Regions from separate parts of the Mus musculus genome. Here all the other regions are linked to region 4. A link is a contact called in public Hi-C and promoter capture Hi-C data. All regions are on one chromosome and are shown on one strand. The core of a region is the stretch at or near the end of the contact, and the rest is flanking DNA. Distances in the headings are between cores, read along the strand shown.

The links. Promoter capture Hi-C pulls out the DNA fragments that hold promoters and counts their contacts. Hi-C and Micro-C count contacts between places; a contact is called where the count stands out from the background. Capture Hi-C pulls out chosen DNA fragments and counts their contacts.
Region 1: a promoter capture Hi-C map of adipose tissue shows a contact between it and region 4, with 5 times the contacts expected there. The contact joins the promoter of Brd7 here to the promoter of Dnaja2 in region 4. A contact is called at or near these places in 1 of 39 promoter capture datasets (pre-B cells) and 2 of 9 other capture datasets (adipose tissue and liver).
Region 2: a contact with region 4 is called in a promoter capture Hi-C map of pre-B cells, with 2.8 times the contacts expected there. The contact joins the promoter of Adcy7 here to the promoter of Dnaja2 in region 4.
Region 3: a promoter capture Hi-C map of adipose tissue shows a contact between it and region 4, with 3 times the contacts expected there. The contact joins the promoter of Scoc here to the promoter of Dnaja2 in region 4. A contact is called at or near these places in 1 of 39 promoter capture datasets (pre-B cells), 1 of 484 Hi-C or Micro-C datasets (embryonic fibroblasts) and 1 of 9 other capture datasets (adipose tissue).
Region 5: a contact with region 4 is called in a Hi-C map of B cells, with 8 read pairs. The contact joins the promoter of Tent4b here to the promoter of Dnaja2 in region 4. A contact is called at or near these places in 4 of 39 promoter capture datasets (erythroid cells, hippocampal neurons, liver and 1 more), 2 of 484 Hi-C or Micro-C datasets (B cells and muscle stem cells), 1 of 115 datasets of contacts at active chromatin or transcription factors (astrocytes) and 1 of 9 other capture datasets (liver).

Annotation. Positions count from the first base shown.
Region 1 is chr8:88,358,815-88,364,278 of GRCm38.p6, reverse strand. Brd7 (bromodomain containing 7) reads left to right here and starts at 2,107. Exons shown (of 17, transcript NM_012047.3): 1 at 2,107-2,373; 2 at 2,569-2,777. The coding sequence starts at 2,325.
Region 2 is chr8:88,291,734-88,296,808 of GRCm38.p6, reverse strand. It overlaps Adcy7 (adenylate cyclase 7), which reads right to left and starts at 2,605. Exons shown (of 28, transcript NM_001037724.4): 1 at 2,547-2,605; 2 at 1,675-1,782; 3 at 1,130-1,237.
Region 3 is chr8:83,441,209-83,446,571 of GRCm38.p6, reverse strand. Scoc (short coiled-coil protein) reads left to right here and starts at 3,910. Exons shown (of 4, transcript NM_019708.4): 1 at 3,910-4,150.
Region 4 is chr8:85,553,919-85,559,234 of GRCm38.p6, reverse strand. It overlaps Dnaja2 (DnaJ heat shock protein family (Hsp40) member A2), which reads left to right and starts at 3,874. Exons shown (of 9, transcript NM_019794.5): 1 at 3,874-4,065; 2 at 5,259-5,316. The coding sequence starts at 3,988.
Region 5 is chr8:88,198,611-88,203,400 of GRCm38.p6, reverse strand. It overlaps Tent4b (terminal nucleotidyltransferase 4B), which reads right to left and starts at 3,519. Exons shown (of 12, transcript NM_001372333.1): 1 at 2,899-3,519. The coding sequence starts at 3,497.

The DNA.
Region 1 (5,464 bases), core at 858-3,357, 2.8 Mb before region 4:
CTAGCCACCAAGGTCTATTCCCTTGTTTGGCTAATTCCTCCTCCTGAGATTGCCTACCAAGGTCCAGCTATCAAAGTATTGAAGTCCAGCCATCAAAAGCCCCCTTTGGCTCACCTAATTAACATGCACAATCAAAATTAAACACCTCATCTTAACACACAGTTTTCTCCTTTTACCTAAGAGCACTGTCTGTCTCCTTTGTATCCAGAGGCAGTCCTTTGTCAAGGGCAAATACCCCTTACTCCTCTCCCTTGTTCCTGTCCCCTTCTCCGTGTCCTCTATCTCCTGTCTTTGTCTCTCAGTCCCTGACCTTTGTACCTCTAAAGCAAGTAAATCTTTGTGCTGAGAATTTGGCCTTGGAGTGTCTTGAGCTGACTTCGAGGTTCCCTACAGGGGTTTACACACCTAGCATACCACACACAAAGATAAACAACAAACCTTCCAGGAAAAAGCCATCCAAGAGTCCAACTTGTTGTTGGTTTTTGTTGTTGTTGTTGTTTTAATTTATGTGTGTGCGTGTGGCTGCATGGATCTATGTGCACTAAATGAACACAGGTGCCTAAAGAGCCAGGAGACACCCTGAAATTGGAATTACAGGTGCTGTGAGCTGGTGGATGGGGGTAAGTACTGGGAACCGAACCCAGGTCTTCTGGAAGAGCAGCAAGTGTTCTTAACTCCTGCATCTTCTCTCCACTCTCAAGTCCACTTCTGAGTACAGTAGAAAGGATCGGTTAGATTCTTTCTTGAGGAAAAAATGAGATTTTTATAAAATGTATAGGCCACTAGAAGGCTAAAAGTGCAGTAAAGACACTTTGCACTGTGTGTACTAACTAATGAAAAGGATTGTGACTCCAGTTCAAGCCTGGATTTGAATACTGATTCTACATCTGACCCCTATCTTATTTCTTTGGGCATCCATTTCCTCCTCTATAAAATGGGAATATGAATATTACCTGCTCTTGCTATTTTGTAAAGTTGTCTCACACACACACACACAGAGAGAGAGAGAGAGAGCGTGCACTTTATTTCCCTAGACATCTCTGCACATGCAACAGTGAGCTCTATTTTTAGATAGCATGTTACTATGTAGCCCTGGCTAGTCTGGGATTCAGTCCTCCTGCCTCAACCTGAGGGCCGGGATAGGCCAGCACAGCCATGCATGCATGCACCATCACACCCAGCACAAGCAGATCTTAACGTGGCCCATCTGGGTAAGTGCCAGTAGACAAAATTGTCAGTGAGCCACTGCCCAGAAGGGCTGGGCATCCAGAGATAAGAGAACAGGAACGGCACTGATGGGGGTGAGAAGCAGACAAAACAGCAGGCAGCCTGTGCCTCCCTGGGGAGCCAATAGCTGCAACCCCACCACCTTTTCGGAGGCAAGTTCTAGCTAATTTCTAGACCCTTAGCTTCCTTTTCTTTCCAGTTACTTTAGCATATAAATTGTTTTTTAAACCACAAAGAAAAGCATAAAAGTAAAAGAATCCACCCCTATACCGTCCTGGTCACCTGAAATAAAGTAAGCAGTACTGTTTCCAGCCTTTGAATCCAGACCACACCTTCACTTCCGGTCTCACTTTTGAACAACACTGCTGCACACTTGGTGCGTTTCATTTAGTTAACATCTTGGAGGCTTTATTCTATCATGAACAAGCCTTTGTTTTTGTTTTGTTTTGGTTTTTTTCTGTATGCATTTATTTATTTGTGCAAGAATATATATAAATGTAAACATTAGAGGACAACTTTCAGGAGTCGATTCTCTCCTTCATGTGGAACCTGGAGAGCGAACGGAGATCGTTAGGCTTGGCAGGACCCATATTCTTGGGTCTGCCCGATCCTGTACAGATGGAGTTCAATAATATTGCTAAAGACAAGAAACAAAAGCCAAGGAAAGTTAAAAGGATTCAGGAAAGCAGGGAAGAGCGTCGGGGATGGAAAAAGAAAGTCAAGACAGGCCCCGCCTCTGAGCCCGCCCCCCAGCCGCAGCCCCGCCCTCCACCACAGGCTGCAGCGCCGCCTCCGGCCGCCAGGGGCCGCCACGCGCCGCAGACCGCATCCCGTCCGCTCGGCGGCCTCTCTTTCCCGCTGGTTTGCCGGCCTCTCGCCCTCTCGCCACTGGTGTCGCGCTTCGGTCGCGTCCCGCGCGTGGTTTTTTTTTTTTCTCGTGAGGGACCTCGCGCCGCCGGGCGCGTGCCGTCCCCCTGCCTCGCGGCGCGGGCTCTCGCGGGCCCCGCTCCCGCCCTCCGCTCGCCTGGCCCGGACCGGAAGCGGCGCCGCACGGCCTGGGCCTGGCGCGGGGGGCGGGCTCTGGGGCCCGGTCGGACATGGGCAAGAAGCACAAGAAGCACAAGTCGGACCGCCACTTCTACGAGGGTGAGGAGCGGCTGGCCTGCCTGCGGAGCCGCGCCGTCCCCTGCCCGCAAGGCCCCGACCCGCGGAGATCGCCCCCGGCGGGGCGGCGTTCGACTCGGGCCTGCCGGTCCCGGCGGGGGTTCGTGGGGCGCTGGGAGGTGGGGCGCCCGCCCTCGGCCGGCCCCGGCTCAGCCCCGCGTCCTGCTCTTGTTTCAGAGTACGTGGAGAAGCCCCTGAAGCTGGTCCTCAAAGTCGGGGGGAGCGAGGTCACCGAGCTCTCCACGGGCAGCTCCGGGCACGACTCCAGCCTCTTCGAAGACAGAAGCGACCATGACAAACACAAGGACAGAAAACGGAAAAAGAGGAAGAAAGGCGAGAAGCAGGCTCCGGGGGAAGAGAAGGGGAGAAAACGGAGAAGAGTCAAGGTAAAGGGGGCTTTGTTGCTTATGGCCCCGGGCTCCAGTTCCCAGCCTCCTTAGCCTGTTCCAGTGCGACACCCAGACGTCTGGGAAGTCTGGCTTTGTGGAGGAGTGAGACAGACCAGAAGCCTGGGTCACCTGGGCGCTCAGCAAGTCTTGTCCCAAGTGTCCTCTCGAGCACCCGTGCTGTCCCCACACATCCTGTAAGCAGCCGAGTCCTGGTCTTCCGTGACTCCTTCAAAGGCTGTTTTTTTTATAATTGTCTTGGAAGGGTGAGAAGTCACTCACCGGAAAGCCTGGGAGGTTTGTCAAACGTAGCTGTTCTTCAGAAGTGAAGGCGATCTACAGGTGTCCCAAGTGTTCTCCTGAAATAAGTTATTTTAATGACAAATGGAGCTGGCGCGGCGTGATGGCACGTGCCTGTGATCTCAGCGCGCAGGAGACTGCGGCCAACCTGTGCTGCTTAATACAAAATAAGCAACCGTTTTCATTAACTAGAAAAGAGTAAGTAGCTAATGTCTTGATTTGCCAGGTAGGTTGAATAGTGCGGGTTAACTTTCTTCTCAAAGGTGAGTCCACCCATATCTGGAATTGCCCTAGAATTCTGCCCTTCCAAAATGTTAGCTGCCTGCCCTCAAGTGCTTACTAAAATGCGTTAGTACTTTTTGAAAGTCATCCTTTCTGAGGCTTAGTTTTAGAGTTTTTCTTTGCTTTATACAGTCATTGATGAGTGGCCAAGCCTTAGAGATTGTCTCTTTAAAATGTCTTAAATTATTGGGGGGGGGGGGAGGAATGTTTTAAATTTATTCTTTTTTGCCCAGAATTTTATGACCTTTAGCTTGACTATGGCAATAGTCACAGTCTTGGGTCAGGCTGGCTTATATTTTCATTTCCTAAATTACAAAAGCACACAGGCATGAGTCTTTGTTTTAACTGAGAGTTTTGAAAGTGAACATGTAAATTGTTTTACCTATGAGTTCGACAAGGCTTGTCTTGATTATATTCGTGGGTATTTGGGCATCAGGTATGCAGCTGGCCTAGAACTCAGTGTATGTCCGTCATTCTGGTTTTCCTTTTGCTGGGATTATGCATGTGGGCCACCATCGCTGGCTGAGAAGCCTAAGAAAAACTTTGAACAGGTAGATTTTGGTATGCTTTTCATATTTAAAAATCCTTGCCCTTGGGTAGACTTCTCATACAGATACAGAGTTTGAGTCAGAACAGAAATTTAAATTGAAAGATATTTTCTCTCAGAATTTTAAAATTTAGGACATGGGGTTAAGTGCATGTAGGTACTTGTGGAGCCCAGAAGGGGGTGTCAAATTCCTTAGAGCTGGAGTTACAGGCAGCTGTAAGCTGTCCAATGTAGGCACCAATTCAGCAGACTTTATGTCTTTTCTGGCTGCTGGTCAGCGCCCTGATTTAGCCTGTGACCAGCATTTGCTTTCTTGGAACTTTGGGATTGCCTCTCTCCTGCATCGTCACTTTACAGTAGATGCTGTGCTTTCAACTCAGGTGTTTAGTGACTGGAGTACCTCTCTGATCACTTTCTTCCCTCTAATGTTTTTATTCTCTGTCTTAGTTTTTTGTGTTGTTTAGGAGAGAACTCAACTTTATCTTCTGAGCTCAAGAATGTACATCTTAAAAGTTTCCAGGTCACGTGGGTGTTGCTTTGGTGGTCACTGCTTGGCAGTCTGTTCTCAGGCTCTACTTTGTACCTTTAGGTCAGTAACTCTGGGGTTCCTGACCAGCCAGCCACCTGGTCCCCAGCCTGTGGTCTCAACCCCTTTTGGGGTAGAGTGACCCTTTCACAGAGGTCACCTAGCAGTAACAGCAAAGTTACAGTTACGAAGTAGCAACAAAATAATTTCAGTGGCTGGGGTCAGCACAGTATGAGGAACTGTGCTGGGGTCACTGGAAGGTTGAGAAGCACAGGTCTAGAAAGCATCAGTGTCTTATTACTCCACATTTTTATAGCAACTTGTTCATACATTTAAATTTTGCCCATTAGAGAGACTTATCTTTCAAATCTTTATTTTATTTTTTAATGTGGATGGGTGTTTTGCTGTGTGTACATCCGTATGCCACTGAATGCCTGGTGCCCATTAGAAGTGAAAAGAAGGCCTTAAATCCTATGGTTCTGGAGTTGTGAGCCACTCTGTGAATCAAACCCAGGTCCTCTAGGAGAGCAGCCAGTCCTCTTAATTGCTGCTGGACCTCTCTAGCCCTGCCCTTTAGTTTTGAAGCTCATCAGTCCTGAGTTTGGGAGCCTGTGCTAGGTTTCACATCCTCTCTGTGATGTCTTTTTCGTCTTTACATGGATTTGTAAACATTTATCTACTGCTGGTCTCCCTTTCATGAGTGTTTGTGTCTCACATTCTTCATCCCAGCATGTAGTTTAGCTTTACTGGTTTCATTGCAGCACCGAGTTTATAAATAAAATTTCAGATTTGGACTGGAGAGCTGTTAAGAGGCACTTGCTCTTCAAAGGGACCTGTGCTCTGTTCCCAGCCCTCATCGCATGCAGCTCACAACCGCCTCTAACTCCAGTTCCAGGATTTCTGATGCCCTCTTCTGGCCTTCAGTGCACTGCATCCATGTGGTGTCCATGCACATACCTAGGCACATACATACATACATACATACATACGTACATACATACATCTTTAAGTCAAATTTATGGGGAAAACTCC
Region 2 (5,075 bases), core at 1,356-3,855, 2.7 Mb before region 4:
GAGAAGAACAGTCTGACCATAAGGTTTTGAGAGGGCTCCGTGGGGTCATGCAGACAAGATGTTGAGCCAGCACCTGGCACAGACTGAGGACATCTACATGACTGTTACGACACCAACAAAAAGGACCAGAGGTATGGAAAGAAGTGATCTGAAAGAAGCCCCTCCCCCAATCCTGTCTGAAGCCCACAGCTTCAGTGGCCCGGCTCCGGGAGGACAGAACACCACCTCAAGATGCCTTTGAGGGTACCAGGCAGCAGCAGAGCTGTTATCTTGGGTCTAGTCCAGCTGGGCCCGAAAGAAGGAGCCATACAGTGACTGCGGACCAGGCTGAGGATGCTGCTACGAGCAGGAGGAGCTGACAGGTGACATCCCAAACAGTGCTGGACATTGCCCTATGCCTCTCGGGCTTGCTGACAGACAGGAAGTGTTCTGTGGCCTCTGGACATGGCAAGGAGAAAAAGTGGTCTGCCTTCCTCAGAGCCGCCAGTGTGGGAAACAGGTTGGCTTTCCAGAAGCCACTGCTAACCTTGGCACACACCTCTGTCATCCTAGCCTACAGTCCAAAGCTGCCTGGAATGGCTGAGATTCAAACTCAGGCCTGCCTCACTCCAAGGTCCAGGTTAATATATTCTCTCTCATTCTGGCTGTCTCTCTCTCTCTCTCAATTTGATTTATTACTTTATTTTTAAAATCTATTTTTTACGCGATGCATATGGGTATTTGGCCTTCATGTAGTATGCACCATATGTATGCCTCCCCTGAGGAGGCCAGGAAAGGGCACCTGATATTCTAGAACTTGACCTACAGATGGTTGTGAGATGCCAGGTGGCTGCTGGGAATTGAATCTGGGTCCTCTGGAAGAGCAGCCAGTGCCCCTTACCACCTGAGCCATCTCTCTATCTCCAACTAGTTAATGTTATTTTATGTGTGCGTTTTGCCCGAGAATATATGTATGTGTACCATGGCATGTGGTGCCTTCATAGGTCAGGTGTCAGATCTCCTAGAATGGAGTTATAGATGGTTGTGAACCACCATGTGGGTGCTGGGAACCAAATGCAGGTCCTCTGCTAGAGCCAACAAGTGTTCCTAACCACTGAGCCATCTCTCCAGACCCCAGGCTCATTCTTACCTTTGCACCTGCATTCCTTGACGCACAGGACAGAGCAAGCTAGCCACACATCCACAGGGCCTTATCACGAGGAGTGCTGAGTCGTCTCTCCTCTCCCGTTTAAAGCCCCTATAATACATATGAACAAGTCAGCATTCAACAGCTGTGGGCCTCAACCCTCCTAACACTGCGACCCTTTAATACATACAGCTCCTCATGTCATGGTGACCCCCCAACCATAAAATTATTTTTACTGCTACTTCATAACTGTAATTCTGCTGCTGCTATGAATCATAATGTAAATATTTTTAGAGGTAGAGGCTTGCCAAAAAGGTTGTGACCCACAGGTTGAGAACCTCTGACTTACAGGAGACCCGCTACTGGTTAAGGGGCCTCTCTCTGCACTGCAATAATGAACTTCCTTTAGGAAATGCTAGCTTTGGAGTCTCCCAGACCCAGCTTAGAACTCCTCCCCCAGGAAGTCTCCCCAAGCCATGGTGACACCTCCCCCTTTCTGGCAGTCAGGGGCCCCACTACCAGGGTGGAGAGACCTAACAGGGACCAACCTGACTTTGCCCTCTTGGATGGTGGGAAGAGATGAGGTCAAGGCCCTGTGGCTCTCGTGGGCTCCACAGCTGTCTCCTGGGAGCTTCCAGGTAGAGACATCTTCTTCCCTGGGGAAAGGAGGCAAGAAGATAACTCCTAGTGCCAGAGTGTGACCATGTGCCTCAGTTTCCAGGCCACACTGGGCAGAGAACAAAATTCAAAAAACAGTTCAGCTCCACCTCCCTCTGCATAGCTCCAACGGCCCAGGCATTTCCTCGCCCTCTCCTGGCCTGGTCACTCCAGGGTTCCTGAGCTGTCCTGCTTTTCCAGCAAAGGACTGATAGGTAGAAGTGAGCAGCCTGCCCCACCAGAACCCAGTAGGCCACCTAGGGAGTCCAGCAAGGCCTCTGTCCCAACAGCAAGCTTGAGGCTACTACCCACCTCAGAAGTCTCAACAGCCCACACAGCAAGCACTCGCTGTAGAAAGGCCTCCCTAGCCCAAGGTCCTGAAGGACTCTCTTCCCAGGCTTCCTGAGAGCCCTATAAGGTCAATAGGACCTGTCTGTAACGGGGGAGGGACAGGCCTGAGAGGGAAAAGCCTTCAGGGAAAGCAACCCCTGTGTCACCTAAACCACTGTCTCACCTCCAAAGTTAGACCGGCCCTGGACTCAGAGGCCCTTTCCATAGCTATGTGAAGCATGGGTACCCTCCTTTGGTCTCCCCAAACTTCAGCCTTCCAGAGCTTAGGCTGTAGACTGGACACTAGAGGTTCACACATGGAGCCTTTGTCCCAGCAGGCCCTGCTCCTTAAACCCTGGCCTCCCTTGAGGACAATTTTCCAGGGACCCTTGTACCTGGCCAGAACACCAAGAACCCCAAACCCCTCGCTTACCCCAGCCCAAAACTCTCTCGGCAACTTCTTGGGTCTTCCTGGTGGCTGTGGGTTTTGACTGATTTTGCTTCCCCAAATAAGCCCCGCCCTTTCATCATTGAGTCTGAGTGGCCTGAAAATGCTGCCCATCACCCACCTCATAGCACATCCACTTAGCCAACTCCTCCAGGAAGACCACTTGGTCCCTCCCACCTGGCTTCCCCAGGGCTGCCCTAGCCTGTTACTGCGGGGGTGTAAGGTACCTCCTCACAGGCTGAGCACTGCTCAGCATCTTGCAGGGCAGGCGTGCAGATCCTATGCCACATTGCAATAGAGCCAGCACCCAGTGGGCAGTGTAGGCAGGCCCAAGTGTGGAGGATCCCATCTGACCTCCATAAAGCCACCCTCTAAGTCTACAAGTGCTAAAAGAACGAAGGGATCCACCGCAGCCCCATCACCAGTTCCTCTCTGGACTCCTGCCTTACACCAGGGTAAGGTGCTGAAGCCACAAGAAGCAAAATAACACAGGGTTCCTGTGCAACACATGTGGGGACAGGGGACCCACGTGACCAACTACTAAATGAGGAAAGGAAATGGGAGGGTGGACAAGGTGCCGCCTGTGCTCACAATGGAAAAACAGGAGAGCCTAGAGGTTCAGAGTGCAAGTTCTGAGCTCAGACACCTGGAAGGTGCTGTGTGGCCTAGCCACATTTAGTAACCTCTCTGGGCTTCAGCCTCCAGATACAAAGAATGAACTGGTAGTGGTACCTAACTATTAGGGGCTTCATACAAAAGGCAGCATACCATCAGCAGCACCATGACCTCGAAGGGTCATGCTAGCCTACTCTAAGCATGAGGTTTGCAGCCTAAGCAACCTTGACATACAAGGACCAGAAAGCTCTTCCCAGAGGTATCCATCTTCCTGCCTGCCCACCCCTGCCCACCACCAAGCAGTTCTTCCCCCTGACTCCCCTGGCAGGGAAAGGGATGCAGCCGTGCCCCATTCTGCCCCCCAGAGCCCCTTGGTATCCCCATGCATCTCCCTGGGGCATTTGGTATTTCAAAAGAGGCTGCCTCCCATTAGTTGGGGCCCCATGAGAGCATCACCTCCAGCCTCCTTCCCAGCCAGATGGGGTCCTGGAGATAGGTGTGGGGAGCAGGGGCGGGCTGCCTGTCCCAGCCTCCTGTGATTGATAGCAGGGCCGGCCAGCCTGCCATGGAAATGAACAGACTGAAGCCCAAAGGACAAGGTGACATTCTTAGAAAATGGTGGTACCCAAGTGGGGGCTCCCCTTTTCTGAGGAGAAGGGGAGGGGGACAATGGGGGGGTACTTGTAAGGGTGGGATTGGATCTAGAGGATGTGGGCTGTGATCAGGATGTAAAGTGAATTAAATAATAAATAAATAAATAAATAAATAAATAAATAAATAAATAAATAAATAAATAAAGGAGAGGGACAGACATGTCCACTGGATGGGTCCCGTGACCACCGGATGGGTCCCGAGCCCACATTCTCCTTGCTGAGGGAGAGATACTCGTGTGGTCAGGGCTGTGCCATCCCACAGCACTCATGGGGAAATGCATGCTGGCCTGATCGCTGCAGAGCCCAGTGGCCCTGGGTTGTCCCTCCTGTGCTTCAGAGCCCTGTGCTTCTCCCTGCTCAGCCTGGGGAGCTGATGTAAGTCATCAGTGACGTAAGTCAACTGACCCCAGGACATGAGACTAAGCCACTTCCAAGGTAGGTAGCTGGGCCTCAATAGGGCACTGAGGGCCAGATGACAATCCAGGCTCTAGAAGCATCCATCACTGGCACCCTTCCGACCCTTCAGAGAGAATTGTGCTCCGCAGATCTCAGCCGGCCATTATGTAAAGGGGGCATAAGCTCCTTCCTTCCAGGAGCCAGGCCTCTGTCATGGCCACTTTGTAAGGACCAGCTGGGTGCTGATGTCCAGGGAGAAAGCAAAGAAGGTGGCCCTAGCGATTCAGAAAGCACTGCTGAGAAATGGCCTACAGTAGCCGAGATTTCAAAGAGGCAGGGAATTCCTTTTAGTGGCCAGCCCTGGGTGGGGGTGAGGGACAGGGATGGACACAGGAGAGGGCATAAGAAAGATGTCGGGAGGTTGCCCACAGAGACAGGCAGACACATGGAGCTGCCCTCTTGGTGGAGCCTAGGACTCCTGAAAGGGCTCCCCTCAGAGGAATGCCAACCAGGTTAAGTGCTGTAGTGTGTGCGGCATGGAGGCTGCATGGATGGGCAGAGAGACTGCACAGACAAGCAGCAGGGGAGTGCCAAGCCAGTGCTGTGAGCAAGTCAGAGGGCTGGCTAAGAGTGGACACGAAGACAGGGAGACCTGGGAGGCTGACAGGGATCACATCTGACCTCTGCAGAGGAGAAACTAACCATACACTGTTAGAAGTCTCAATACTGTGAACCTCCTACTCGGTCCAGGCTGGCCACCCCATCCTGTGCTGAGCACAGGGCCTGGGCCAAACCAACACCCGGGGCCACACTACATACATCCTGCAAAGACAGCAGATGACAGCAAGAA
Region 3 (5,363 bases), core at 2,661-5,160, 2.1 Mb after region 4:
TGTCTTTTCCTGCTTGGCAAGATAGGAAAGACCTTGTATAGGCACATGCAGTATCTTAGTTTACTTCATTTGTTTTAGTGTTTTGATTTTCAAAATGGGTGTGATTTTGAGTTTTGTGGTTATGTTATCCCTCTGGGAGAGAGGTGTAAATAAAGGGTTTTCTGATCACTGGCTCAAGGCTATGCTGATTTGAGAAAAAGGTTTTGTCTTTGTGTTTTTGGAAAAGGTGATTAAGGTATTTACACCTTCCAGAGTTATGTGGATCAGATTTGATAGAGGGAGACCCCCTGAAGAACTAGATTCCAGAGAATCAAACAAAAAGGTTATCTCGATGATACTAAAACATTGTCTTGAGATTTGTATATTACAGAACATAGAGCCTTGGCAAGTCTACTTGTCAGACATGCTGAACTCCTGATGTCTTGGACTTTCAGCTGGATCCAGTCAGGACACAGACATCAGAGACTAATACAATCATTGGTGTGGCCTTCTTAAGGTCAACCAACTCCTCCATTTTCCCTACCCTTCTGCCCCCACCTCAAAAATATCTCAAAGCCCATATTCAGCTTGAAGAAGTTATGAAGAGTTGTCATCCCAGTTCCCTGGGCTTTGGGGCTGGAGGGGGTTATTATAGGTTGTGTTTCTAGTGAATGTAGAAATGGCCATAATTGGAGCAGGGAGGAATAGCTAGAATTGATTGCATAGCCATAATCTCATTTGGTAGAAATCTTTTTAATTGTTACTAAGCTGAAGTCATAATTTCTTATTTTGGTACAGAATTTATTTTGATGCAAAGTCAAGGTTTTCATTGGTATAAATTTCTTCTATTGATACTAAAAATTTTAAAGTACAGGGCTTAGACCCAGCCCTTCTATTACTGTTATTATAAAACTGATCTGAGAGGACTAAACTTGTGAGTTAAGGGCCAAATAACAAATTCATGGCTCTGAGTTTATTGCTAGGGTGTTTTCAGTTATTTTAATTAGAAATGGCTGAGAGTAGTTAACGGAGAACAGTCCAGATTACTTTGTATAGATAGCCTGGTTTTCAGAAATGTCTATTGCCTATCAGTTCATGACCAGCCAGGCCACCGAGGCAGAGGCACAAACTCGGGAACATGCCGGTTCGTTGGTTTTTTTTTTTTTTTTTTTTTTTAATATTTCCCGCAGCATTTTTCAGTGCTCTTAGGGGATCCCTGTGAAATGGTTGTGAACCACTGTCTTAGCAGGAGGCTGGCTTTTTACATTGAGTTGGAGAATGGTCTCTCCTGTTGTGTTTCCTGGAAGACTTTGTACAGAGTTGAATTTTATTAAACATTTGGAAAATTTTACCACAGATCCTTCTGGATCTGGAATGTTCTTTGTGGGAACAGATCACTGACAGTTTAAAATAGAGATATGGGCTCTGGGTGTCACCTGTTCTTGTGAGCTTTGGTGGTGTTTTTTTCTTTCAAAGGATCACCAGTTTCCTCCAAGTTCTAGATCCTGCTCCAAGGCTGCTGTAGTAGCTTTATAGTCTTTGACATCTACAGGCTTTCATCACTGATATTGGTAATTTGTAATGTCTCCTTCTCTTTTTCTGGACGAATTTTCCTTGATTGTAAATTTTACCATTTAAAAAAACCCAAAAAACAAAACCCAACCCACTGTTTTAATTCAGTGTTAAAGCACATGCTTGGCTTGATGGGACTTCAATTTAGCATCAGAACACACACATATACAGAACTCACTCTGTAGACCAGGCTGGCCTCAAACTTAGAAATCCGCCTGCCTCTGCCTCCCAAGTGCTGAGATTAAAGGCGTGCGCCACCACACCTGGCCTTTTCCTAATTTCTTAAAGGGAACACTTAGATTTATTATTTGAAAGCTTCCTTGATTTCCCAAATAAGCCTGTAATAGTAAAAAAAAAAAGTTCCTAAGCATTCCTTCAGCTGCATCCACACATTTTGATGTTTACATTTAAACTTAATTAAATATGTTGGTATGTTCACATTAATTAAAATATTTTTGATATGTTCATATTTAAACCTAATTAAAATATTTTTCCACGACTGACCCCATGACTCACAGTTTGCTTGAAGTATGTATTTTAATTTCCAGTTATTCAGGAATTTCAAAATATCTCTTCTTGATTTCAAACTTAATTTCTAGGTAGGCAGAGAAAATAATTTGTATGATTCCAACTGTGTAAGCTATTCTAAATTTATTGATGTTTCTTTTCAGGCAACAGATCAGTTGGGGGGCTGGAGAGGTGATCAAGAACTGTTCCTATGTAGAGAACACAAGTTTGGGTCATAGCACCAATGCTGCATGGCTCACAAAAGTTTGTAACTCCAGCTCCAGAGAATCAGATAACACCCTGTTTGGGTTCAGAGGGCTCATCACTCATGTGCACACTGGCACACATGCACACACACATATACATACATATACACATACATATAATTAAAAAAAAAAGAAGGGGTTGGAGAGATAGTTCAGCAGTTAAGAGCACTGGCAGCTTTTCCAGAGGATCCAGGTTCAATTTCCAGCGCCTACATACATGGCAGCTCACAATGTCTGTAACTCCAGTTCCAGGAGATCCAACACTCTTTTCTGGCGTCCTCAGGCACCAGGTACCCAAGTGTTTCAGAGAAATAAATGCAAGTAAAATATACATACAATAAAAAATTAAAACCAAAAACAAATTTTCAGGCCCATTTCTATGACTGGCCCATGTGCATTTGAAAAGAAAGTGTGTTCTTCACTATCTTGGAAAATCCCATCCTTCTTTGAATGTTGCCCATATTCATTCTATTTTGTTGGCACTCCTCTTAGCGTTACCTGGGGTTTCCCTCTCTTCCCATATTCTCCTTCCTTCAAATCCTGAATTGTAGTCCAAGCCTAATACTTTCGTCTCAAACACTAAATGGTAGGTACTTTATTTATAAAGGATTACGGTCACGTGTTAGCAAATCCTGCTTGATTGGTTTAAGATACCCGGGAGTTGTAGAAATGGCTCAGAAGTTAACAGTACTTATTGCTCTTTCACGGGAAGCTGAGTTGAGTTCTCATCATCCTCACCAAATGGTTCACAGCCACCTGTAACCCCAATCCCAGGGGTCTGATTCCCTCTTCTGGCATCTGCAGGCACCTTGCACAGGCACAAGCAAGTACATACACACCGCTACATATTCATGCAATTAAAAATAGAACCTTATATAAGAAAGAAAAGCCAAGAAGAAAGTATTTGTAAGCTGGCCTCTACAGCTCAGAGGTTTTGATAAAGTCAAAGCAAGAATGCTTTGCAGGTAAGAATATACTGTGGTCACTGACCGCTAACAGCAAGATACTTGTTTCAAAGGTTAGGTTATAATGAAGTGTCACGAAAATCACCTAGCAACCCAAAGTCTGGCATTGTACATGTACACTTGAATAAGAAACACAATTTTAATTAAGCCTTGGGTTTTCTGAGACTGAGATCAGGAGACTGCTGATCTAAGGAATCATGACGTGGTCGGGTGAACGGAAGTTTAAAAATTGTCCTGAATATGGGGTACGAAGAGAAACATCCATTAATGGTATATGCTTTGTGCGTTATCTAATTTTAGAAGTGGGGAAAAAGGAAACCGTGCTTTTAGAATCGAGGGGGGAGGGCGCTGCACTGTTCTGCTCACTCTGTTCTTGAATGTGAACGAAATATCTCTCTCCTAGAGTCTGGTCACGGCAATTTCCAGAAATTCTGTCTCTGTTTCCCTCCCTCTCTCCCCGTCTCTCTTTTTTTAACCTAGAGTGACTTTCCACCCCACTTTCCAGGTTCCTGGCGAGACAAAAGATGCTCAGCGAGGACCGCTTTCTTAGGCGCATCTTCTCTTCTGCGCCGTGATTGGTCGCTGCTTTTTTAGGACACGCCCAAAAATCCTGATTGGTCGTCAATGCCCTTTTGTTAGGGCAAAGGTGGACCCCGGTGCTCTGCCACAGGCCTGTCGAGGCGTCCAGCAGCCAGTGCGCAGGCGTGCAATTTCCAGTTAGGATTGGTGGGAGGACGCCTCCTCGCTCGGCGCACGCTCCGTGGGCGGGAAGGGCGGGGCTGACGCTGTCAGTTGGTCGGAGAGCCGCGCGGCCTGAGGCTTCCTACCCATCCCGCCTCTTCCCGGCGCTTCAGACGCAAGGTGAGGCGGCTCGGGGCGGCGAGGGCTGGGCCTGGGAGACCGCCGAGGCCCTGTGGGGCGGGGCGGGATGGAACGGGAACCCGGGCGGCGGCCTGGGTGCTGGATTGCGGCGCCGCGAGGCCCGACATCCCGCCGAGCGCTGCGCAGCCACCTTCCCGGCCCCACGCCGCGGGCTCAGTGGGAAGAGCCCGGCGGTGCGGGACCGGGACGCCGTGGGGGTGCGATGGGACCGGGTAGTAGGAGAAGACGCTCTGCTGCCCGAGCTACCTTCCAGTTCGCCGCAATTCTTCTGCTTCAGCCTCTCGAGTGCTAGGATTGCTTTGCAGGCGTGGTGGCCCGTGCATGTCTGGGGTGGGACGTCTTTGCTAGAACCTGGGTTTGTTTCTTTGTCAGCTTTTCTCAGGCGTCCTGCGGAACAAATATTGAGGAGTAAGGTTTGGGAAGGAGAAATCATAGTTTCCCGAAAAGCCAAGGTTTCTGTTACACCACCAGAGACAGACGTCGCAATAGCCAGAAGGACAGAGGTCCCCAAACCGTTATCCGTTTCTGCGACTCAAAGCTGTGCGTAGGAATCCTAGTGTCTGTATGCTCCAATGATTAAACTGGATGCAGCTAGCTCCCCGGGGATCTAACTTAAGTTTGATCCTTATTGACGATGTAGTTCCTCGATTTCCATCGATTTTGAAAGCCCTAAAATGTCAAAGCAGAACATGAACAGATTAGAAACATCACACTGGAGTGGATGCAGATGAAATTTTATATTTGTTTTGTTTGTGGAAACGCCAAAGGAGTTGAGTTTTTCAAACTCAGTTTAGGACCTTAATAATATCTTGGCTATGAAACATGAGGCAAGGCCTCTAGCCTTTATAAGGCTTAGTATCCACATCTGTGAATTGCATTTTCTTTCTGTTGTGATAAAACTATATATGTAAAGTGTTCAGTGCATTCCTGTAGTGCATTGGACTTTTAAATTTAAAAAACTATTGCTGGTGAGTGGATGATGGATGGAAAACATTAATTGCAGGTTCAAGAGAAGTCTGGTGGTTGAGTTTGAAAGGATATTAGGGAAATGTCAAACTCATATCTGAGATGTTAAGGCCAGCCGAGGTGGAATGATGGGAAAAGCAGAGTGGACATTGACTATATCCTTGATTCTGGATGGACTACTGTGATGTGAATTAAGCCACTCTCAGATTAGGCCAGGAGTTCTAAT
Region 4 (5,316 bases), core at 2,625-5,124:
TAGGCAGTTCTGGAACTTCCTCTGTAGATGAGGCAAGATCATCGCTCTTCAATGCAGAGATCTAGTTTCCCGTGCCTCTCAAATGCTGGGATTAAATGTAGATACCACCAACCCCCGGACGGAGATCTCCGCTTTTTGACTATGCATCCAATGTGATCAACTCAAGCTCCTGCTGCATTAACTTCTTTGTCACAATGAACTGTAGCCTCAAATTATGAACCAAAACAGACCCTGTCTCCCTTATGGTGCTTTTTTGGCCCTTTTTTAATCACAGAAACAAGAGAAATAGTTAACACAATTTATTTGTTTGGTGGTAGTGGGTTGGGTTGTTTTGTTGTTTGAGACAGGCTCTCCCTCTGTAGTTGAAGCTAATAGCAACCCTCCTACCTACCACCTCATTGGTGGGATTAAAGGCCTGAGCCACAACATGGCTAGATTAGTAAATTAAGTGAGTATTTATTTCTGCCTCGTCCTCATTTCCACCTGAAGTTCAAAATATACCCCGAATATAACCATTCTTCACCAATGCTACTATTACTCCATCAGTCCGAATAATTTCTAACCTGAATCTTTTCATTGTTTGGAGTTTTCTTTAAAAAGAGTTTATGGGCTGGAGAGATGGCTCAGAAGTTAAGAGTACTGACTGCTCTTCCAGAGGTCCTGAGTTCAATTCCCAGCAACAACACGGTGGATCACAACCATCTTTAATGGGATCCAATGCCCTCTTCTGCTGTGACTGAAGACAGAGACAGTGTACTCACATACATTAAATAAATAAATTTTAAAAAACAAAAAAGACAGAAAAAAAAAACCCAAAGAAACAAAATAGGGTGTCGTGGATGGAGGAAAGTCCTTAAGGCCTCAACCCTACACAAAGAACTACAGGCAAGTGAGGAATGCTGAGAATGGGAGAAACAGTCTCCCTTAGGGAAGAGAAAAGCAACTTGTTATCCAATACCAAACGGTTAACCTTGAAAAAATATTTTTTAAAGTTAAGAAAGAAAGAAAGAAAGAAAGAAAGAGAGAGAGAGAGAGAGAGAGAGAATAAATCAAGTGCTAGTTAAAGGCAGAAAGCAAAACTACTTTCTGAGTAGCCTGAATGACACATAAAGGATTGTCTGAAATAATCAGCTGCTCATTTCTCCATTTAATTACCTGTGAATAGGAATGGCCTACAGAATATAATAATGTATTTCATACACTCCTTCCCTAGTCCCTATCAATCTCCTTTATCCCAACCCAATAGCTCTCAATCAGACATACTGAATCAAAAATGAAGAAACTGAACAACAGTATAAGCTTGGAAGAAATCTGAAACCACTTTATCCTCAAACTAAATTGTTTGCCTAATGAGAACAGACCTCAGATGCACTGTGACTCAGCATTTTATGATCCTTCGATATGAAATGAGATGCAGATGTTTCCTCCATCCTGGCATTAGCTACATAACAGAGCTAAAACAAATGAAGTATCTCAAAAACTCAGAAAATGTCCGAGGTGCCACAATGCTCACACAGACACAGGCTTAACTCAGGCTCATGATGTCAGGAATGACAACATGTGTCAGATGACGCACAGAGCTATTCTGAAATAACTTGTGGCCCTACAAAATTAGCTAAGTGCTGACTACAATTACAATTCAGAAATGAACAAAATATTATAAATAAATAAATACAAAAATAGTTTAAAGGCAAGTAATAAGTAAAATAACAGGGCTGAGGGAATTTCCAGGATATCACAAGCTAAAACTTAATCAAGTGGAGATTTTTTTCCCCCTTACAAGAAAACAAAAAGAAAAAAAAAAAAACTAAACTGAAAGTGAGACCAACAGGGGAATCCTGCTCTTTTCAACAGTTCATGGACAGAAACAAGATACAAAAAGTAACTACACAGGGTACTTCCTTTCCTGTGCAGCAGAAACTGACTGAAAAGGGGATAGAGAAATGGAACTAATTATCAAACATGTAAGACCATGCGAAGCTACTGAGGAGCATTAATCCCAGAAGAGAGGAACTGAGGACGTTCAGGGAAGCCAGCTATCCAATGAATAAAGGTAGTATAAAAAGCCTGTAGGTAAGTAGGCCAACAATAAAGCTAACACACCATTGCTTTTACTCCTATTCTGTCTCCACATCCCAGGCACTGGGATTACAGGTGTGAGCTGCCACAATGCATTTCTGCAGTTATGGGGATTGAATCAGGGCCTCAAAAAGCCAATTCATTCATTGATTTATTACAAAGCCAAAGAGCAGCCTAAATAAAAAATTAGAGTAGTTGAATCAAAGTTCCCCCTTTGTTTTTTTCTATCTTTTCTTCTCTTTTTTCTAGAGGCTGAACCCAGGGCCTTAGTGTATTCTACTCAAGCATTCTACCAGCTAAGCCTCATCCCCAGACCATAAATACCATTAAAAATAAATAGCATCTTGCACTGAGGAAGTAACCTCAGAAAATACATTGCAGAGCCAAGCTTACTGTTAAAAGAAGGCAGAGCCAAGCTCCCAGCTTATACAATCTAATTTCAGGACTTACACTCTTGAATGATTAGGGGTCTTTGTAAAATTCAAAGTCAGAAGAAGGATGATCTGACTTCAACATCTGCCCCAGGGTTATTTTGGCTGATCTGGGTGTGTGGGTGAGTGTTCCCTCTTCTTCTTTGTATGTCCCTTCCTGAAACTGGGTATTTGATCAAGAAGAGAGGCTAATCTTTGGCAAAAGGGTATAAAATAGCTGTGGTCCCCTGCTAGAAACCTCCAAATAAGTCCTGGAAACCAGATAGATAAGCTATATTCTATTAAAGAATTTTGACTCACATGTGAGAACAGCATTCATGTCATAAATCATACTTATCAGGAAAACGAACATCAAATAAGACAGGAAGGTTCACCAGGTTATGAATTAAGGAAAACACTACAGGTTAAGGGGCATTTTGAATAGCAGAAGGAGCATCTAACTTCTCATGAGACTCTTCTGAGCGTTCAGGTTAAATTTCAGAAGTCTTAGCACGGCAGTGAAGGACCTCCAAAACTCGGTCAAGAAGAATAACAAGAAAGGTGTATCACCTCCACTGACAGACTTATGGCCAATGAGCAATTGTTTCCCAGTTCAGGTTTTCAACTGACCAGAAGTGTTTTACTATCGGAAAACCAGTTGGAAGGCAAGCTATACATTCTGGAATGTGGTAAAGCACAGAAATCTTTCAAGCTAAAGCAAAACGAAACTCGACTGACAGCCACCAAGTGCCGGCACGCTGCCATACTGTCTTATGCCAACCAAACCTTTGGCGTTAGCTAATTTTAAAGCTGTCAAGTGAGACACTTGAACACATGATCCCGGTGGAACAGGGTGACTTTGGTTTATCTGGATGCCCCGAAACCAACTGGGAATGTGTAAAAAAGATTTGTCCTTTCCTCCGATGTGACAGGATGGCTATGCCTTTAAAACCTCGTCTGCTAGGTATAAATCTGAGTATTTATGAATGAAATTGTTTCCCCTACGCAGAGGTGCTGAGGGGGAAGTTAAGGAGATGAAATGAGTTAGTGAAGGTGTTGATGAAATCACATCACGGGCGTAACTCGCTATTTGGGAACCTCACACACTCACACCCACGTGCTGTTTTTCACCGTGGCCCCGGGGGGACCACCCCGTGAGGATTCCACGCCGGCTTCTTTCCCTCAGGCCTCAGCCGCACCGAGAGTTCTTTATGAACGCCGCACACCGCTCCCCTCCACTCCGCGGTCGCTCGCGCGTCACGGAGCGGCGACAGGAAAGGGCCCCACCAGCCGCTCTCGGGCGCCCACCGCCCAACCCCGCCCCGCCCGGCCCCGGAGGCGGGGCCTTGTGGCGACGTCATGGCGCTGCGCCGGGTCAAAGTTCAGCCCCGCCTGCCTCCCCGCGCCGTCTCCTCGGCCTGCGCCGCCGCCGCTCGTGGTCCGGGTCGCGCTCCTTCCGCTCCGCCGCCTGCTTGCGAGTGCTGCCCGGCAGGCCGCCATGGCGAACGTGGCCGACACGAAGCTGTACGACATCCTGGGCGTCCCTCCCGGCGCTAGCGAGAACGAGCTGAAGAAGGTACTGGAGCGAGCCGGCCGGCGGGCGGGGCGAGGGCGCGGGGCCTGCGCGGTCTGGGCGGCCTGAGCCGGGCTGAGGCGCGGCGGCGGCGGGGGCGCAGTCGGCTCGGCTGACCTTGGGCCTCCGCCCGCCCGGCCCTGCGCAGACGCGGCCCGCCAGCTCGGCGCCCGGGGCCACCCGGAAAAACAGGTCGGACCGCGGTGCTCGCGCCGCCGGGCCGGGGAGGAGCTGACCGCCGGCGCCGGTGTGGGGCTGAGGGCCGCAGCCCCCGGCGCTGAGCAGGCTCCTCCCTCAGCCTCGCTCGCCCGGCAGCTGGAGCGGCGTGGGTCTGTTTGGAAGCATTGTTCTGTGGGCTGGAGATCTAAATACCCCGTGGCCGCTTCGGGGATGAGTCGTGTGCCCCAGCCAAACACCTGAGCGTGCACTCCCTAAAAATAAGACACGTCTTATTGTTGTCCTTTGTAGTAGTTCCAAATCATCTCGGGACTTGGGGTATTAATAAAGTCAGCATCTTCTCTGGCTGTCGGGATCCAATCCGCATTTGTAAACTGAGAAAAATAAGAATGTCCCGTAAGTACTGGGACTGGTAAAGTCCAAAGAAAAAGACTTCCTGTTACCCTACCGGAAATGGTAGGCTGTGTTATATAATTCATGAGTCTGTGTGAGGACTTACATGGTGCTTAACCACATCGCTTAATTGAAAGTATGTAGTTTCACCACCACCTAAGACCCCAGTTAGCCGACCGTGTGCGAGTAAAACATCACTTAGGACCTCCTGGGTGTCCTGTTAGAGGGCAGGCAGAGGAGCCAGCCAGCATGGGGAGAGATACTTGGTAGAAGTATCCTATGCTTAATTTGTAGTAGTGCTTGAGTTTCTGTAAAACGTAGTCACTCAATCTAAAATTTGTTTGGTTATTGTGGTCTCCTTGGTCTGGCTACTGGCCATCAAAGACATTTGATAATAGTTTGTAAAAAAAGAAAGAAAAAATGTTTCAGTATCTTCTTTGTTGTTTTATTTGTATTTTTCTTCAGTAACTTTGGGTATATTATTAGTAAATACTATTGAAGTGGAAAACGTTAAATAATAAGTGACATTTTTTGGAAGGCTGTAACTTTAGAACATTGCTTCTCAGAAAAGTGAATATCTTAAATTGTTTGCTGTGTATAACTCTTATCCAAAATCTTTTTTGAAGGCATACCGAAAGTTAGCCAAAGAATACCACCCTGATAAGAATCCAAATGCTGGAGACA
Region 5 (4,790 bases), core at 2,270-4,769, 2.6 Mb before region 4:
CTGTGCCACTCCATGCAAAAGTAAACAAACAAACAAACAAACAAACAAAGCTGAGAGACCCACTCAGAAGAGCAGAGCTCAGCTGCAATGACAACTCAGGGACCAGCTGGATACCTGGAAGCAGAAAAAACCTGGAGGAGTTTTAGACAAACTGAGGCACCTAGAAAGGACACTGTCTACCTATTTAGCTGCCTGCGGTCTGTGCCATGTGCTCCAGGTCCCTAGCTTTGAGAGCTGGATAGGCTTTGGTGATGCAGATGTCTGAGTCATTTCTGGCTCCTTTAAGTAACCTTTCACCCATATTCCTTTAAGTAACCCCCCAAAAAGTCAGATTTCACCAAGTTTTGGCTTTTATGGTATTCACACTTAAGTCTGTTTTGAGTTCCCTATCTAAAGTGAGTAGACATGTATGTTATGTCTCCCCAGGGAAAGTTCTGTCACATAATGAATAGCACCATACTGAGGTACACTCAGAAGTCCTACTGTTTAAATACCTGTAACTAAAATAGCAAAACTGTCAGGCGGTGGTGGCGCACACCTTTAATCCCAGCTCTTGGGGAGGCAGAGGCAGGCAGATTTCTGAGTTCAAGGCCAGTCAGTGAGTTCCAGGACAGCCAGGGCTACACAGAGAAACCCTGTCTCTTAAAAACAAAAACAAAAACAAAAACAAAAACAAAAACAAAAAAAAGCAAAACTAGGCTGGCAAGATGGCTCATCAGAAAAAGCTGTTTGCCATCAAGCACTGGTGAACTGAGTTCAATCTACAAGACCCTGAAGAAGAATGCCAACTCCCAATATGCTGTCCTGTTACTTCCACTCGCTTACTTTGGCACATATGTGCACACATGCATGTGAACACATGCATATACACACACACACAATAAGTAAATGAAAATTTTAATAACTAAACTCCCTTAAAAGCTAAGAAACTGGACCACGAAGATCGGAAAGGAATGGAATCACTGAAAACCCAGAGTCTCTTAACAAACCTTAGGAACTATTCACTGCATCTCTCACACTAGGAGGGCCACTCCTAACTGCTGCCGTCTTCTTCAGGGTAAGAATACAAGTCTGATGGAGTGATAAGCCGCTTAGCAAGTTTACAATCAGTTTTTAAGCAGTAATCCCTCAGGGAAGTGAACATTCCTCCCTGATCCTTCTGAGGGCAAGGCAGTATCCGAAGCTTCTGCGTGGGAACTTTTTCAGGATTAAGGGGCAGCCAGCACTTTGGATTTATAGCATATCTTTTCTAGAAACAGACCAGAGGCATCAGTGAAATGCAGCTAGGGACCTTCCAGGTATTATTTGACAGTGATTACCTAAGCAGAGCTCACTCGAGGAAGACAAGACCACCAGAACCCTCAGCATTAAGTTGTTGCCACTAAACCACAGGTTTATGTTTGCCATGGGAAGGCTAACAGGATGGAACCACAAATCTTTAATGTAAGGTGATGACCATGGAGAGCGCCCTTGAAGCTGGCAAAAATGCCTGAGCCAGGAAGGATCTCCTCTGGAAAACGAGGGCAGCTATGAGGCATTCCCCAGCATCACTCCTGAACCACATGACTGCATTTTTCCATAAAAGGTGGGAGTTGTAATAGTAGTGTACTGAGCAGACACCAGCCCACTACAGCAGATGGAACCCACCAACTCATTTTACCAAACCTTCAAAAAGGTACACACAACTATCTCTCCTTGCCAAAACCAGGGCAGAGCTGACTGGGTGAGTCTAAGAAAGTTCACACGGGATTACTGATTGATTTCCTGAGGCCTAACTACAGATCAGTACCTGAAAACGAGAAACTGCCCTCAAAAACCTTCAGAGCTGGTTTTCCATACTGGAGCTACACAAACCACACTCTACACTTCTCACACACACACTACACCAAAATCCAAAAGCATAAGTTTATGAAAAGGGAAAAAAAAAGAACGAGAAGAAAAGACTCAGTAACCTAATCCAGCCAACACAGGGGCTCTTCCCAAAGGAAAAGCAGGCTGGAAACATTCCCAGCTTATGTACATAATTCACTAGGGCTCAGGTAAGATTCCATTTTGTAAGAGCTGAACTTTAAACACAAAGTCACCGGTGGTGCAACATTCACACACTAACACCAGCACCCCTAAATGAAAACCACTGCTACCTCTGCCACAGTGACAACCTCACAGTGAGAAGCTGCCGACCATGAACTCCTGCAAAGTTCTGTCAGGGCTCAGAAAAGCTCACCATCTATGACAACTTCAAGCTAGCTGTCACTCAGTGCTTTCTGCTCACGACAGACATGGCAAACACTGGCTTTTTTTTTTTTTTTCCTTAAGTAAATATAAAAGATGGGCCAAAGGATCAAGAGCAGGCAGTGTCTTTCAGGGCTGAGGAGATTTTCGTCGTGGACTGGGGGAGGGGAAGGAGCATTCTGGATGTTTCTATTCTTGGCAAGAAGAGCACCTCCTGGTCCTAACATCTAAAGACGCTAAGGCAGAAACGTTCTCAGGAAGTTAACTAGCCCGATGCTAAGGGGCTTCATCTTGGGGTGTGGTGGTGGGGAGCAAGGTGTGGAGGACAGAAAGGGATCAGAGGGCAGGCTGAATTCTAGAGCATAGAAAGATCCAGGAGAAGGACAAGCAAGAATGCATCGGGAAGGTGTGGACAGTTAGGAGAGGAGGAAGGTAGAGATGACTACGAAAAGGAGAGGATAGCTCCACTTTTTCCAAAGGAATTCCAAAGAAAGGTCCACCGAGACTGGTCAAGCTATGAAGGAATGAATGGCCACCGATGCTCTGGAGGCCCCACTGGGGCTCCCCATCCCCCACCCATCATCCCCCCCTCCCGCCTGTGGGCGTGTTCCCCGCTGTGCGGGTGTGCCGACCCTCCAAGACGCAGGCCACGACGCCAGCACTCACCCCACGACTCCCTGGTTGTAGTTCCGTCGCTTCCACGGGGTCCCGCTGTACACGCCCCCGCCGCCGTCCGCCCGTCCGCCTCCGGCCGCGCGCCCTCCGCTGGGCTGCAGCAGGCTGTAGTTGAGTCCGTAGGTGCTGGCCTTGTTGTCACGTTTCCTCTTGTTGCTGCTGCCCGAGGCCGGGTCGGTAGACTCGGAGGCGGGGAGTGCGGCCGCCGGTCGCGGGGACGAGGGAGCCGATGGGACCGGCGACGCCGAGGGGCCCGCCGATGCCCGCCGTGCCCAGGCCGCCGGCTGGTGGTGATTGTTGTTGTTGTTGGTCGTCTCCAGGGGCAGGAAGTCCCGCTGCTCCGCGGGCACGGCGAGGCCGCCCAGTGGGCGCTCCCCCGAGCGGAACATGCCGGCCGGGGCCGGGGCCGTGCCGCCGGGGCTGCCGGGGCCGCTGCCGCTCCCGCCGCTCGCGCTGCTCGCGCCGCTGCTGTGACAGTGGTGGTTGAAGTAGAGGTTCCTCAGCCCCTGGGTCGTCTCCCAGATCTGCATCCACAGACTATTGGACGGTCCGAGCTGCTCTGGCTGGAACCAGGCGATCCTCGGATCCATCAAACGGCGGCGGCCGCTGCCCCCGCCCCTCCCGGCCGCCCGCAGGGCCGCCGCCGCCGCCGCTGCCTCAGGCGCACGCCCGCCCTCGGCCGCCGCCGCCGCTGCCACCCGGGTTCCGCCACGGGCGGCGCGGTAGCGCAGGGAGCCTGGCCGGCGCCGGCGGCGTCGCTCCCGCCCTCGGGGCTCGCAGGCCCTCCCCCCTCCCTCCGCCCCTCCGCCGAGCCCCTGTCACCGGGGTTCCCGTGCAAATGGCGGCGGCGGATCCCGAGAAGGGCGAGCGGCGGCGGCGGTGGTGGCGGCGGCGGCAGCAGCAGCGGCGGCGGCGGCGGCAGCGGCGGCGGCAGCGGGACGCGCCTGCTCCGTAGCGTCCGTGCTGCTCGGCCCCGGGGCGGGGCCTCCGCCGGCTCCGCCCCTCGCTCCGCTCCGCCTGCCCCGCCGCCGCGCTCGCCCCGCCCCGTCCCTGCTGCCAGCCGTCCGCGGGTTCCCCGAGGCCGCACCGCGCGTCACAGAGGCCGCGGCAGGCTGCAGGCAGCGGGGCCGCAACCGCCTGGTCAACCGTCCCGCGCTAGCTTAGCTGGGGTCGCACGTACCTGGGCCTCCGGGCACCTCGGACGCGCGCGCCGCCGCAGGACTCTGTTGCCGCTCAAGCGCCGCCGAGGCACACGAGGCGGCTGCCGACTCCGCGGAAAGTGACTGGTTTGCGCCGCCCACCCCGCTCCGGACCGCCGGCTCCGCCCCTCGGTCCCGGCGCGGCCCCGGGGCTCCTGGCCGCGCGCCGCGCGAGCACGAGAAGGGCGGGCTTCCGCTCAAGGGCCGGGTTAGCACGCGGCTGCACGCGCATCTCGGTTCCGGAGCGGTCTCAGCGGCCTCTGGGTCGCGAGTGCTGGCACCGCTGCCCGGCTGGAGGGCCACACAGCGCGGCTGTTCCAAGGTGCACTTACGAGCTCAAAGCCCCTCAACTTTCATAACTAAGAATACTCGAAGCCTTTTAAACCTAAAATCACACTACCGTTGCGGTTAATGATCGTTTTTCATAGAATGCCCATTTGTGTAGCTTTCTTCTGGCGCGAAAAATAACCAAAAAGGGGGCAGGGGGTGGTTGTCAGTAATTAACATTATCCAGAAGACTAGAACACTTACTGTGCGCATGCTTCAAGCTCGCTGCAAATTCCAGAACCGAGTCCCTGACTGACACTTGAGTTTTGGCTCTGTGCCCAGTTCAATATCCTGGAAAGTTTGGGGTGGTGGTGATTGGTTTTGTTTATTTACTTATTTTGCAAAGGATTAAAAATC